Regions from separate parts of the Rattus norvegicus genome. Here region 2 is linked to region 1. Evidence: chromatin contacts called from public HiChIP or PLAC-seq data. All regions are on one chromosome and are shown on one strand. Each heading gives the region's core, a stretch centred on a gene start, on an enhancer-like site or on the middle of the called end of the contact. The rest is flanking DNA. Distances are from core to core; before and after follow the strand shown.

Region 1 (2,736 bases), core at 54-2,553:
AGGATCAAAACATGTTAACATGTTTCCGGTTCTAACTTACTCTAAGGTGCAAGGGGCTCTGAGAGTAGGGTACACCATATATATAAGTCATTCTTTTTCTTCCCTTTGAGCCAGACACTGACATCCAAATTCTAGCCAGACTTAAAGCCAGTTTTTGACTGGTCCACTGTGCTCACCTGTAGGTCTCCCCTGAGACCTAGAGCTTGCATCTCGGAACACAGTGATAGAGTACTACACCACTGCTGATGTTCAACATGGAGGACTGCTTCATTTCCAGTGCTTTGTTTCTCTGTCCCTGGGCTGGTGGGTCCTTCTCAGCCCCTCTGCTTATCCCCCTCTCTCTTTTTCCTTAGGGTTGGGCCCCTCGATGCCCTCGATGCTGCCCATTGTGTGACTGTGCCTGTGCCTGCCAGCTCCCAGACTGCCAGAGCCTCAACTGCCTCTGTTTTGAGATCAAGCTCAGATGAAAGATGGAACTCGGGGTGTTGATCTTTGGGGAGTGGACAGCCTCCAGGAGCTCCTCTATAATGACCCTTAGGACACCACTACTAGGGCACTGGAGCTATGGATGGCAGGCCCAGCCTAACTACCTGGGAACCTTGAGTGGAGGGCTTGGTTCCCTGAAAGGCAGGATCCTGAGAGCCCTTGGACAGCTGAAAAGGGTCTGGTGTTCTGGCCAGTGCCCCAGCCTCTCCTCTCCTCCCTCCCGGGATAAACTATTGAGGGTGAGGATGCAGGACATTGCTCACCCAGGCAACAGTGTGGGAGGGCTCTGCCAACCTGGACTGTCAGGATAAAGGGATGGCCACCCACACCCTTCCTATAGACTCCTGGTTATTTTAAGAGGTGAGTATCCTGTCTGCCTCTGCTCTCCTTTAAAAAAAAAGTACAACCACCGGCAGACACGAGTCAAGGGAGGAGGGACCCAGCGGAGTCAGTGGGAGGCAGCATCTAGATGTTTTCCCTTCTTGTTCTGCCTTAACAGATCCCGGACCTGAGATTGATTTCTCGACGAAGGTCACTGTATTTCTAAGGAAGAGTTTCTTCTAAAGACCGGTGAGTGAACATTGGCACCTCCTCCTCTCCAAGCAAACCTAAGCTTCCTCTTCTTACCCCCCTAGGCAGGGATGAATGTCAGGGGCCTCAGGTTTCACTAAATATAGGTCCTTGCCGCGGGATTCGTGGTGGGGAAAGGGCAGAGGTTATGGAGAAGGTCCGGGGACACTGGTGCGGGGGTGCGTAGGGGAGGGGTGGAGAGTAGGAGCTGCCTTATAACCCAGCCCTGGGCCGCGGGGCTCACTCGCTGCTGACCAGGCTCTGCGGCTTCTTTCACTGCACCACAGGTGGGCCGCTAGCTGGATTGGAGGATGGGAATGGGGGTTGCGGATTCGGGCCTGGGGAACTGGATGCTCTGAAAGCAACAGGGTGATAGAGCTCCGAGACAGATTCTTTTTTTTTTTTTTTTTTTTTTTTTTGGAGAAGGAAATCAGGTTCGGGAAAGACCGGTCTGGCTGTCGGTCATTTCCTCAAACAGGGTGTGTTTAGCTCGCGGGTGGTGACTCCCGCCAATCTGCTAGGCAAGGCCAGGCTACGCCACTCGGTTGCGATGTGGTCCGCACACTAGTCCGGGGAGGATTTGCCTGCGTACCTTGCCAGCTGCGCCGCCCTCTCCCGTTCCCTATGCGTGCTCTGGATAGGAAGGGATCGAACGCGCCCTGCCCTTTAGCCAAGCGCCGAGGCAGGCAAGCTCGGAACTTCTGCGTTCTTTGTAGTGACGTCAGGCTGCAACTGCACAGGCCGGAAGCTAGGGGTCTAGGAGAAGAGGCCAGCCATCATTTCACTCTGAACCCCCCCCCGCCGGCCCCCCCAAACTCCTCGCCAATCCACATTCCGGCTGAGTCACGATGCTCGCGCGCGCGCGCCAGACAGGGACTGGGGGAGGGGGGCTAGGGCCTGGTGACCTGAGGGATGTGGCTCGAGTCACGTCCTAGCGGGGCGGAGGAGGGATCTAGTTCTAGCCGCTTGTCTCCTCCCCAGCGCCCCCTCCTATCGTAGCATCTTGGGGCGGTGCCGCGCACAATGCCCGCTTGCAATTGGACGGCTCGCGTCCCTGCAAGGGAAAAACCTGCAGAGGGCGGGGCGGCGCCTTTAAATGTCCGGGGCCCCGCCTCCCGTCCCCCCCACCCCAGCTGAATAGGCTGCGTTCTCTTGGAACGCGCCGCAGAACGAGGTTCTGGTGACCCTAGCCGCGTTCCCTCCTTAGTCCTTTCGCCTACCCACCCGCGTACCCGACAGACCCACCCCGTCCTGTGCCAGGTGAGCGCCCTTTCACACGTGATCGGGGAAGGGTCTATGGGGTTAGGATCTTGGGCCGGTGGCGGGCAGTGCGGAGCCGTCTTCCCCACGGTCCCTCACTTCTCCCTTCTCTACCCCCACACTTGCCCCCAGCCCGGATTCTCCGGCCTGCGCCTCGGCGGTTCGCTGCGCCACGCAGCAGCCCAGCGCGCTGAGTCATGCCGGAGGAGGAAGCAAGATGAGGTGGAAAAACAGACCCCTCTTTATTTTTCCAAAAACTTCCCGCTATGCAAAGCATCAGGGTCCCATTGCCTGTTGTAGAGATCTCAAGAAGCGATGGGGGCTGGGGAGGGGGGAGTCGGCTCTTATACATTCACAGGGTTTCCGCGATGGGGTGGACGAATTTGGTTTCCTTCCGGGGGAGATCCTGGGGAAAAGGCT
Region 2 (2,700 bases), core at 174-2,673, 420 kb before region 1:
AAGTTAGTAGCTAATGAGTATGTAAGAGAGGTGATAACAATAGGGCTTGGCTGTTCTTGAATTCCCCAAAGAACAGGAACACAGAACATATGGAGGCTTCATGGTATTGAGGATTCATGGATTTGGGTTCTGAGGTGGGGCCTCCACCCACATGCCCCGAGAGTGAAGTAGGACTCAGAGGTATAAAGTTTCAGAAATTTCAGCGTTTGGGGGAGAAGTTCAGTTTATATATGAGAACTTTGAGAAACCTGGTCTAAGTTCCTGCCTGGAGTTCAGAGAGATGAGTCTTTTAGAGGACTGACCATAGTCTAACTAGACACATCGAGGTAGAGAGAACTGATGAGGGCACTGGGTTTGTGGTGCAGCTCAGGAGCTGAATGAACTGGGGGCCTTTTGGAAACCCAAGAAGGCCAGCACGGCACTCTTATTGGCCTGGAGCCGCACCGACACTCCAGGCCCTTTCTCAGTGATGTCCCCAGTTGTCACCTCTTCTCGCGCTTGTCTCTGGTTGTCACTGACTATTCTTGCTCTGGCACCGCCTGCTGGCAGCAACTCTGCCCCTCGAAGCTGAGAATGTTATCTATCTTCCTACCCTTATGCAAAGTGGAGAAAGACAGTCATTGGCTAACAAGTTAATCACAAATTAAGCCCGCCTCTCCCTAGTTGTCATTCTTTCCTGACCATCTCAGGAAGTCTAAGAATTCTTCGGCTCTTTCTATTGACTGTTGATGCTGTCATTACGGAAATAGACGTGACCGTCGGTCAATTTTACTGCCTAGCCCCCTTTTCATTGGTTCCCTTTTCACCATTTCCATTGGCTAACAAGTTCCTAGTCCCTGCCTCTTACTGCCCAGCACCAGTCTTATTCCCCGCCCTTCTGCGATCACTCACTCTTCAGATGTGTTTATTGGCCTGGAGGCTCAGAATCCCTCTTTTCTATTGCTTGTTTTCTTCGTCCTGCCTCCGCCTTCTTCATTTCCTCTTTCTAGAATACCGACCCTCTTCCCGCCTCTAATCCCTCCCACCCTTCCATCGATTGGTTGGAACTCAATTTTCTCTCTCCCTATTATCTGTCTTGGGCCTACGGAGGGGGCGGGAGGTAAAAAAAAAAAAAAAAAAAAAAAAAAAAGAGGGGCGCGGGAGGGCCTTCCCTCGCGCAGGCGTAGTTCGCCGAGACATCGGCGGCTCCTCAGCATCTGCGCAGGCGCGACGTCGGCAGCCGGCCCCTCGCAGGGAGGAGGCGGTGCGAGCGCGCGAGTAGGGTGAGAGGCCGGGAGACCCCTGCGCGAGCGCCGTCGACCCTTGCCCCGCCTGCGCGCGCCGCCCGCCGCCTGCCGCCCGGTCCCGCCCCGCCCCCGGCGCGCGCCGAGCCGCGCCCTTCGCCCTCTCTGCAGCCCGGGCGGGCTGCTCCGGGCGGCCTGAGGGGCGGCGCCTTCTGCGGCCTCCCCGGCGGGGGGATGTGAGGGGCGGCCCGCAGCTATGGAGACGGGCCCGGCGCCCCTTGTGGCCCCGCCGCGCCGTCACGGCGCCTCCGCTGCCCCTTCGCCTCCGCCCCGGGGTTCCCGGGCCGGGTCGGTCCTAGTGGTGGCACCAGGACCGCCAGTGACTACGGCCACTTCGGCCCCCGTCGACCTGGTGGTCCCCGGGGAGGCTCGGCCCGCCTGGGTCCCAGGATCGTTACAGACCTCGGCCTCGACACCCACGACAGCTACAGGCAGCACGGTAGAGCTAACCCTGGAGGCCTCACCCGAAGCCGCGAAGACGCAAGAGTTCCCCGCACCAGCGGCAGAGGCAGGAGCCGAGACGTCCGTGGCCTTGGTTTTGGGGACAGACACTCCAAAGACGGAAGAGGCTCGAGCCTCGCCTGTCCCAGGACCAGGGACCCCCACTCGGACCCCTTCCAGAACGGCGTCTGGAGCCCTGACTGCCAAACCCCCGCTTGCCCCCAAGCCGGGAACCACAGTGGCTTCAGGAGTGACTGCACGGGGTGGAGCAGGGCAGGTGGCAGGTGGACATGGAGCTGCTACATCAGCATCAGCAGGGCCGGTGCCTGAGGACCCTTCAGGGCCTGTCACAGGCCCTCCCGGGACGTGCGAGGCTTCGGCTCCGGTGGCTAGGGTGACAGTGACCCCAGCTCCGGAGACTACTGAAAACTTTCAAGACCTGGGTTCCACGTCCAGTCTAGGACCTGGCATCTCTGGGCCTCGAGGGCAGGCCCCGGACACCCTGAGCTACTTGGACTCCGTGAGCCTCATGTCTGGGACCTTGGAGTCCTTGACGGATGATGTGAGCTCCGTGGGTTCAGACTCGGAGATAAATGGGCTGGCCCTGCGCAAGACGGACAAGTATGGTTTCCTTGGGGGCAGCCAGTACTCAGGCAGCCTGTGAGTACACAGTGGGCACCCGTGGGGCTGCCTGTGGCCGCGGAGGTGGGGGCAGGGGAGGCGATGCACCTGGCCAGCCCTGACCCAGGGAGTCATTAGCAGGAGCTGCAGTGCTCAAAGCATCCTGGGGTTTCTGTGACTTCAGAGTTGAGGATCAGGGATCGAGGCAGTTATCTCGGTTTAAGCCTAGGCCGGTGTCCTTGAGCTAGTGGTGTCCCTGTTTCTGTGCCTCAGTTTCCTCTGAAGGAGGGGTTGAATGAAGTGGTACCTACTAAGCAGCTAAGATACCAGCTGCTTGGTCTAAAACTTTACTAAA

Evidence for each region. HiChIP or PLAC-seq counts read pairs in DNA pulled down with a chosen protein or histone mark.
Region 2: a contact with region 1 is called in an H3K27ac HiChIP or PLAC-seq map of oligodendrocytes, with 4 times the contacts expected there. The contact joins the promoter of Tbc1d10b here to the promoter of Aldoa in region 1. A contact is called at or near these places in 1 of 12 Hi-C or Micro-C datasets (psoas muscle) and 1 of 1 datasets of contacts at active chromatin or transcription factors (oligodendrocytes).

The regions. Positions count from the first base shown.
Region 1 is chr1:190,836,215-190,838,950 of GRCr8, reverse strand. Aldoa (aldolase, fructose-bisphosphate A) reads left to right here and starts at 1,303. Exons shown (of 9, transcript NM_001177305.1): 1 at 1,303-1,343. It overlaps LOC103691235, which reads left to right. Exons shown (of 13, transcript NM_001419053.1): 4 at 354-846; 5 at 986-1,056. The coding sequence ends at 467.
Region 2 is chr1:191,255,851-191,258,550 of GRCr8, reverse strand. Tbc1d10b (TBC1 domain family, member 10b) reads left to right here and starts at 1,423. Exons shown (of 9, transcript NM_001108921.1): 1 at 1,423-2,384. The coding sequence starts at 1,480. It also overlaps a transcript of Myl11 not described here.